Regions from separate parts of the Mus musculus genome. Here region 2 is linked to region 1. The links are chromatin contacts, called in public HiChIP or PLAC-seq maps. All regions are on one chromosome and are shown on one strand. Each heading gives the region's core, a stretch centred on a gene start, on an enhancer-like site or on the middle of the called end of the contact. The rest is flanking DNA. Distances are from core to core; before and after follow the strand shown. Region 1 has its middle 18 kb from the start of Tbxas1. Region 2 has its middle 4.5 kb from the start of Gm38794.

The links. HiChIP or PLAC-seq counts read pairs in DNA pulled down with a chosen protein or histone mark.
Region 2: an H3K27ac HiChIP or PLAC-seq map of microglia shows a contact between it and region 1, with 7 times the contacts expected there. The contact joins two enhancer-like sites.

Annotation. Positions count from the first base shown.
Region 1 is chr6:38,898,162-38,903,030 of GRCm38.p6, forward strand. It overlaps a transcript of Tbxas1 not described here. Among named protein-coding and RNA genes, the nearest start is that of Tbxas1, 18 kb to the right of the region's middle. Within about 2 kb of position 2,145, at least 81 of the 459 cell types and tissues checked have an H3K27ac peak or open chromatin away from gene starts, as enhancers often do. A contact at or near this core is called in microglia, where this site is marked.
Region 2 is chr6:39,220,670-39,225,538 of GRCm38.p6, forward strand. No RefSeq gene overlaps it. Among named protein-coding and RNA genes, the nearest start is that of Gm38794, 4.5 kb to the right of the region's middle. Within about 2 kb of position 2,017, at least 19 of the 459 cell types and tissues checked have an H3K27ac peak or open chromatin away from gene starts, as enhancers often do. A contact at or near this core is called in microglia, where this site is marked.

The sequences.
Region 1 (4,869 bases), core at 895-3,394:
TCTCAACCTTCCTGATGCTGCGACACTTTAACACGATTCCTCAGGGTGTGGTAACCCTAACATTATTTCATTGCTACTTCATAGCTCTAATATTGCTACTGTTATAAACTGTAATGTAAATATCTATTATGTGTCCCCTGTGAAAGGGTGATTCAGCTCCAAAGGAGTCGAGACCCACAGGTTGAGAACTATAGAGTAGATGCTTAGTGAATGTTGCTAGATTTCAATCATCGTTGCCGTCATCAACGTTCTCCTCCTCCTCCTCCTCCTCCTCCTCCTCCTCCTCCTCCTCCTCCTCCTCCTCCTCCTCCTTCTTCTTCTTCTTCTTCTTCTTCTTCTTCTTCTTCTTCTTCTTCTTCTTCTTCATTTTCTGGTACTGGGTACTAAACCTAAGACCTTGCATATGCTAGGCAAGTGTTCTACCACTGGGCTATACGCCTAGCCCTTAAAAACTAACAAATTTTTACATTTTGAAGACAGGGTCTTGTGCTTATCCAGAATGGCCTTAAACTTACTGTATAGACCAAGTTATCCTCCTGCCTAAGCATCCCTAGTAGCTATAACGACAGGTCAAGGACGACTGAGTTCACTACTGGAAAGGAAGATTCATCCTTGGTGACCGAGGATGGGGTCCATCTGCCAGCCAGGCTCCAATACTTTCATTCTGGTTCTAGAGGACAGCTGTACCTGGGAGCCATGCCATCACTGGAAATCATGAGGAAGGTTGGCTGGCATCTCTCTGCCTGTATCCTTCTACCTGACCATTACTCTGACATCAGCATTGGCATTGTTATCTTCCACCCACCTCGCTGATTCTCTCTTATGGACCTCCATAGCCTGACATCTCTTCTTTAGATTATCTTTTAGTTCCTCCTTTACCAGGTCTTCATTCACTAGACTCACTGTTCCAGCCTGCACATAACCTAGAACAATGTGCCTAACACAGCATTCAATCTTAGAATCTCTGAGGTCCCCCTGCTCTCTACAGCAGGAATCCTGGCCTGCCTCATGCAACTTAGACAATGAAACAATTTCTACAGATTTCCTATGGTCCCATAAACACATGAGTTTGCAGAGACTTGGGGATCATTCTGTATTCCCTCTCCTTCCATCAACAGTTCTGTAGGTTGTACCTCTACAGTATTACCTTGCCCCCTCATCATCTCCATGGTTACTACCTTCACTGGAGCTAGTCCCATACCTTATAATTACTATAAGCTACCCCCATTCTCCCTGGCCCTCTCTATCCTTCCAACTCTTTCTCAACACTGTGGTCAGAAGAAATTTTTTCCAGTGCAAGTCAGGTTCAGTGCAAGTCATGGCTTCTCACTGCACCAGAATAAAGTCCCACATCTTTGTCAAAACCTCCAGGGCCCTGCCCAGCTCACTGCCAGCCTCCCTGGATATCTGTGGGTCCCACACTGGTCCCACCACCCCTGTTCCTTGCTTTCTGATAGGCTCTCAGAAGCATCCCATTGTCTACCCTCTTCCTGCTTCTTGGCCAGCAGAACCCATCATCTCTCTGGTCTTGCCTAAGTGTCTCCAGAAAAGCCACTTTCCACCACCATTCTTCTTATTTTTTATTCCTTTGTATATTTTAATCATCCTTTTCAATTACTTTGTTCGTTTCCTGTGTCTTATCTGTTTGCCCACTGAACTCTCAATGTCAAGAGTGTCTGGACCATGTACATCTTGGAAACCATCCTTTAATCTCCTAGCACAAGGCTCAGTGTTACTGTTTTTCAATGCTTCTCATACAAAACCCTCTCACTTCTTCCTCCAGCTCTCTGTGCCTTTCTCATATCCTCTTCTGCTCCCTCTAGTTAGCATCTCAACTGTGTAAAGTTTCAGTATTTTCCCACTGGTTGCTTAATTACTTCTTTTATTACAAACAAAACCAAAAGCGACCTTTTATTAGTGGAATTCAATCATTCTTCTTAATATATATGAGGAAATCTATTTTCATCCCTGTGAGTGTGTCTGTGTGGATATGTGTGTGTGCATACGTGTACATGTATGTGTGCATGTGTATGTGTGTGTGTGTACACACTTAGGAGACCAAAAGAGGACATCACTTCTCCCATAACTGGAGAGCAGGCAGTTGTCATGGGTACCAAGAACTGAACTTAGGTTATCTACAAGAGCAGTCAGTGTTTTTAACTCCTGAGTCATCACTCCAGCCTGGGCTTCCTCTTTTCCTAGCAATGTGCTGTGGGGATCGTCTTCAGCGTGTTGCGCTGTCTCATTGACATTTATTTGTTCCTTGTACTTCTTCCTCCTGCTTCTTTTTATTACTCCAAATCAATTTCAGAAATAGTTTTAGCAGTTTTCAAAACAAAATAATCCTATAATGCCGGCACTGAGGAGAGAGGGCAGAGACTTCAAGGTGGGTGCTTGAAGATCATTGGCCAGCCAGGCTAGCTAAATTGAAAGGCTTTAGGTTCTGTGAGAGACCCTGTGCTAAACCTTGAACCTTGTGCTAGTAGATAGAGAAAGAATGGTTTCCAAGATATGCATGCTCCAGGCCTTCTTGACATTGAGAGTTCAGTGGAGAGACAGATAAGACACAAGGAAACAAGAGGCAGAGAGAAATCAAGGAAAGACATCTGGAACAGACTTTGGACCTCCTTTTGCCCATGTGTGTATGTGCACCTACATGCACAAGTGTACCCACACACTAATAAGTATATATAATACACATACCATACCACACACAAATCACACCGCACACTCACACACTCCATACCACTTACACCAAAACTGAAACCAAAACCAACCAAACAACTCCTTCTTTCTTTGCTGCTTCTGGAAGCTCCCTCCTCTTTGCTTTTTACTACACTCTGTATACACCTGTACCATGGCTCCTCTATGCTCTGCCTGTCTGTTTGCCCACTCTCCACACCATCCTAAATAACATTATGCCTCGAAAGATTTCACTGCCATCTGAAAACCTGGTGTCCGGTTCAGAGGTGCAGCCTAGATATCTCCCAAAGCTGCCTAAGTAGCTAGCTGTAGGATATTGTCAACCAAAGGTCTCCCAGATCAGACACAGCAACTCCACATGTCAACAACCAAGTCCTCCTCTCTCACAGGACTTGTCTCCTGCATGCTCACTAAGTGCATCTAACCTCACTGTCACCCTTAGTTCCCGCTACCAGCTCAGTTACTCTCTGACTAAATGACCCCACCCCAACACGCCTCCCACATGTCTGTGAAGGGAATCACTTCTCTCCCTTCGAAACCACAAGCTTCCAGTTTCTCAAAAGGCTCCCAAAGGGCCTTCTGGACCTCACCTAGCCTGTTGTTGCTGCCTTAAGTTCTCAGCTTCCTGCACATCTTAAGGTCCCCCGTGCAAGCTGGCCCCTCTCTGCTGGAAAGTGGTTGTGATGGTGGATCTTCATTGCCAACTTGATTTGGGTTTCGATCTGCCTAGGAAACTCAGTGAGGCAGGAAGCCCCATCACAAATATGGTGGCACTGTCCCATGGGTTGGGCTTCCAGACTGAATCAAAGGAGGAACCCAACAGCACCAGTGTTTGTCTCTCTCCTGACTATGGACACTGTGATTGTCTGCCTCATGCTTCTGTCTCCAGTCACGGCTGCTCTCAGTACCATGCTTTCCCAACCATACTGGAGTTTATCACCGCAAACTGTGAGCAAAAGACACACCCTTCCTTCCTTCTCTTGCTTTTGACAGGTACTTTGTCAGGGTAAAGAAGAGCAGTACTAGCACAGTGACCTTCTGTGCAGGCATTAATCAATCTCTGGTCCTTTGTATTTCCTGGTTTCACCAGTGAAAACACTCTCACCGTGACCTGTCATCTTCTGCCTCAAGCTGTCCTACCTTTCTGTGGACTTGAGAGAGATATACAGTAGCTATCATTAGATAATATTTCCACCAGGTGCAACAAACCTAAAAAGATCTCCCCCAGAGCAGAGATAATGGTAAAAATGCAAGAAAATAATTAGGGTATTTTAATATTTATTATCTCTATTTCTCCACTTAATTATAAATTAATTTTTATACAATTTAATTTTTAACAATGGCTACACTTAACAACCAGCTGGTAAGGTTCCAAAACACGGAGTAATCATCTTCTCTCAACCTATTCTAGACAGCTGTGGGTGTGGCTCATTTCATCTCTTACTTGGAAGATCTCTGGTCTTTGAGGGTCGTTCTGCCCTTCAGCCAACTCGGCTGCACTGGGATGAGCCTCTCTCCCACTCTAACAGACCTCTCACCATGTTATAAGGACAAGGGCCTGTTGTTCCTCTTGTTACAAGAGCATCCTGACATCAGAGGCCACGTTTCCTCTTTGTCATCCCGGTACGGTGCAGGATAGATGCCACAATAGATGCAGAGAGGGTGTTTTATGTTTGCAACATCTTTATTTCATTATCTCTATCTAATCGCTCGGGAAACTGATATATGACAGGCCCTTGCACCGGGCATCCATGAGGAGGAGCAGTTGACTTGTATCCATTTGGAGTAGGATAGGGGTTGCTCTCCCAGCTGGTTGCCAGACATGAGATCTCTATGCGCATGACTACCATGGCTTAGGCTACAGAATACAAATTCATGACTTGTGGGAAAGTGGCTGTTTTAGTCAGGGCTCTTGTGAGAGATGGAGTCAAGAGGTTGGGTGGGTGGGTAGGTGGGTGGATGAGGGACAGACAAGAGGAGCTCACTATGAGGACTAGGTCCCATAGCCCGGGAGCTCGAGGAGTCCCATGATAGGTTGTCTGGAACCTGGAGTCCTAGCAATGCCAGTAGTTTGCTCGACCCAAGTCTGAAGATCTCATAAGCAGGGAACCGTGTGATACAGACCTCAGTACAGGGCCAAAGGCCTGACGACTAGAGTAAAGCGGG
Region 2 (4,869 bases), core at 767-3,266, 320 kb after region 1:
ACACACACACACACACACACACATATACAATTTGGTTTTTTAAGTCAAATTTTGTTGGTAACAAACTTTTTTTTTAAATCACATTTTCATATGACGGCTTTGCATACCTTTTGTGGAGCCAGGAGTTTTGCTGTGGTGCTCACCCTGATATCTAACTCACCCTTTTCCTAGCTCAGCCTCCCAAGTAGATGGGGGAAATACCATTCTTAAGAATAGGGAGCAGCAAGGTAATTCAGCCTTTAATCCCAGCATTTGGGAGGCAGAGGCAAGCGAGTTTCTGAGTTCAAGTCTAGCCTGATCTACAGAGAGTTCTGGGACAGCCAGGGCTACACAGAGAAACCTTATCTTGAAAAACATAGATAGATAGATAGATAGATAGATAGATAGATAGATAGATAGATAGATAGAGATAACTTAAGAAAGTTTCCATTGCACAAACCATTAGTAGTAACATTATGTAAATATTTATAATTATTGTTAAATTCTGGGAATGGCTTCACTTAGCATCTTTTTATATCTGAGCCGTAAGATTCCAAGGCAATTCCAATTTTCTTCTGCAGGAGCTAATTACAATTGCTCTGAGCTACAGACATAATACGACCAGCTCCACACTGTCACTTCTGCGGTCTTTACTGCTGCCGTCTTTAAACTGTTTCTCTCATATGTTTATGTGACTTGTACTTCTCTGACTGAGGTCTCACAAGTTTAAACCTATTCCTTATTTCCTTCAGAGTGTGCCTCTCTTTTATTTTTTAGTGTGTGTGTGTGTGTGTGTGTGTGTGTGTGTGTGTGTGTGTGTGTGTGATATAAAAGGACAACTTGCAACTTGTGGGAATTGTTTTTGGGTTTGTTTGTTTTGGGTTTTTCTCCCAGCCACCTTGTATGTCCTGGAGATTGAATTTAGGCCATCAGGCTTGGCAGCAAGTGCCTTTACCCAATCAGCTGTCAGCTGTCTTCCCAGCTTCTCTCTCTCTCCCTCTCCCTCTCCTTTCTCCTCTCCCTCTCCTTCTCTCGCTCATACACACACACACACACACACACACACACATATATATATATACACACATATATACATATATATAATATTCTATATTGTATATATATGTATATGTGTATATGTGTATATATATACATATATATATATATATATATATATATATATATATACACACACACACACACACACACACACACACACACACACACATATATATATTGGATACAGCTTCAGTATGTCGTCCAAGCTGGCCATGAACTTGATATTCTCCTGCTTCAGCCTCCCAAGTGCTGGGTCTGCAGGAATGTGGCTCTGCAGGAATGTGCCACCATGCTTCACTTAAATACATTCACTGTTGACAGATGAAGGCAGCTTTCATCTATATGCAAATTAAGTTTCCATATGCCTTGCCTGTTTATACTGAGATACTCAAAACATTTTCTAAATTGCAGCCAAAGTCATATATTCAAGGCCTAGGGCTGTCGGTCATCTGGCAGAATTTGCTTAGCATCTACAAGATCGGGATTTGATTTCTAGCACCATGTAAACTAGGCATGGTTGCACACACCTAACTCTTCTCACTCAGTAGATGGACACAGGAAGATCAGGAAGGAATTCAAAGTCATCCCCCAGCTACGTGGCCAATTCAAGGACCTCCTTTCTGGACTGTATGAAATTCTGTCTTCACACCCCCCAAAAAAGGGCATATTTAAGCTTTATTAAAATAGCCAGTCCCCTCAGTAGCTGGCTGCCCCTACAATGGCTTCCAATGATATCATCCCTCTGGTGTTTACACCCTTCTATAATCCCTTCCTCCTATGGGCCAGCCCCCTACACACACACACACACACACACACACACACACACACACCACTCCACCCCACCCCCGCGCCCATGAATTCTAAGTGACTCTAAACTAAAAGGAATCAGCAGAAATGATGGAATGCCACTTCTCACACTGGGGCACAGAAAGACTGTAGCTCCCATCCTGCTTCCCCTGCTTCCTCTTTCATTTCTTCACTGACAGAAACCAACTGCTATGTCACGAGCTGCACCATGAAAAAGCCCACCTGACGAGGAACCCAGGGCCTCCAGCCAGTAGCCAGTGAGGAGCTGAGGTCTTCAGGTCATTGACCCCTGAGGAACAGGATCCTACCAACAAGCTCTTGTGTGAGTTTGGGGAAGAACTTGCCCCCTTCACTATATCGAGCCAACTTCAGATAAGCCTAACTGGTACCCAACTCCACTAAATGATGGAGTAATTTATGCTGTAGCAATAAATAACTAATATACCACCCAAATGTTTAATATGAAAAGTTTGAGGAGGCAGTTATTAAACACTACCTTTTGAAAATTTTAAATTACACTTATACATATTATAATATTATATAAGTTATATTAACATAATTAAGTGATAGGAAACAAAAGATACATTTTTAAAGATAAGTACCCCAAACTTATCAGTTCCTAATTATGTCACTATATTTTACTATAACCGTGTGCTACCCTTCTTAACTCCCATTAGTGATATCACAGTGATAATCTGGAATAGCCCATAATAGAACTATTTACACCATGGGAACTGGCAAATATTGGCAACCCTGATGTTAAATATTTACTGGCTGTCTCAATGTATTTTCTGTTGCTGTGATGAAACACTGACCAAAAGCAATTTGGGGAGGAAAACACTTGTTTAATCGTATAGGGTACAATCCATCGTGAAGGGAAATAAAGGCAGGAGGCAGAGGCCATGGAGGAATACTACTTACTGGCTTGTTCCCTATTGCTTCTTTAGCTTGGTCTTTTATGGCATCCACAATCAAATGTCCAGGGGTGGCCCCACCCACAGCCACACCCACGGCAGGCTGGGCTCTCCCACATCAATCATTAATCAAGAAAATGCCCCACAGACTTGCCCACAAGCAAGGATGTTGGAGGCATCCTCTCCATTGAGGTTCCTTCTTCCTGGAAGACTCAAGCTTGTGTCAAGTTGACAACTAACCAGCACATTTGTAAACCACCACCTGGTAGCCATTACTGCCCTAGGACAGCTAAGAATAGCATAACTATACACAGACCTGCCTGCAAACTATAAAAACATGTCACACAAAACCCAAACAAAATAACAGTTGATCCAGATGTCCTTAGGTAGAGGTCATCAGTGTGTTTTCCTACTCATATGTATTCAAACCTAAGACGGGCGTTATGGAGATGGAGTCAGAACGGAAAGAGACAGCAGGTTTACACAATGCCCATTCAAATATGCTTTGAAACTTTCTTTTTGCATTTTATTTATAGAGAGAGTGTCTAGGCATGCATGCATACACATGTAATGGTTTGGTGGGTGGAGGTCAGGAGGCAAGCTGTGGGGATCTGTTTTCTCCTCCTACCACGTGGGTCCCAGGGATCTCAGGTCCTCAGGCTGGGTTGGAGGCAGGCACTTTTAACTGCTGATGTGATCTCCAGCCCAGAAACTAATTTTTAATGATTTATTTATTCTTACTTTTATTTTATTTTATATGGTGTTTTGCCAGCATGTATGTCTGTATGAGGGTGTTAAATTACTTCGAGCTGGATTACAGACAATTGTAAGCTGCTATGTGGGTGCTGGGAATTGAACCCAGGTCCTCTGGAAGAACAGCCAATGCTCTTAACTGATGAGCCATCTCTCCAGCCCCGCCCAGAAGCAATTTTAAGTGGCATGATGTAAACACATTGCTAGGCCCCACCTAGGGCACAGGGAGATGCCTCTGCATGTCCAGAGTCTGATAACTAGGTTTCATTTACTTTATGGTACACAGCTCCCAGTTCTGGAACCTCATGAGCTCTTACTGACCTCTCAGTGGATCTTGTAGGAGTGGAAGCAAAATGGGGTGGGAGAGAGTTTGTGCTCGACATGCTTCTGTCTGTGTGTTCACATGGGTGGATCCTCAGTGTACGTATATGGGGAAAGTTTGCCTTTCCCCCTCCATTCTTCCTTGTGTTCCTATATAAAAGGAACTGCCCCTACAGCTTCTCTTTCTTATCCTCAGAGGCTCTTATCCTTCTTATAGAAGATGCCTCAGTCTCTTGTCTTAACACTATTACCTGGAAAAGAACCTTCCTGATCTACTAAGAAGGCAAATATAACAGCACTTCAAAAGCTACCATTTTTAAAAAGCTATCATTCTTCAGTGAAAGTATGATATGGAAATTCACCTAGAATAACTCTCAGGGCCAGCACGCACAGTTGGAATCTGCAGAGAGGCTAACTTCAGGTCAAAGTGACATTACTATCTAGAGTGGCATTATCTCCTCATGGAAGAGCCTCCAAAACCCAGGGCCTTCAGAAGGAACTCAGTGGTCTGAGGTTCACATCCAAGAGAAGCTGGAAAATTGCTCTCCAGATATGTTCACGCTGAGTAAGCTATCTTTGTGTGCATCCACATGTGTGTGTGTATGTCTGTGTATATGTGTATGTGTATGCATAAGGTGCTTATGTTTGCATGTGCATATGGAGGTCAAAGATATAGTATCTTCCTTGATTCTTATTTTTTGAGACAGGTTCTCTCACTAAACCTGGAGTCCAATCATTCAGCTAAGCTGGTTGTCCAACAATACACACACATAGACACATACCCTCATGCTGGGCTTATAGATGCATGCCATCACCCGGCTTTTACAGAGGTATTGGGATCTGAACTTGTGTCCTCACGCTTGCCCTGCAGGAGCTTTGCTGGCTGAGCCATCTTCCCAGTCCTCTGAAAAGGTTTGTTTAAAAATTATATTTATGTATGTATATGATATATATGTGTGTATGACTATATCTATATGTGTATATGCACACATGTGCATATGTAACATGTTGCTCAGGCAGAAGTCTGGAGACAACT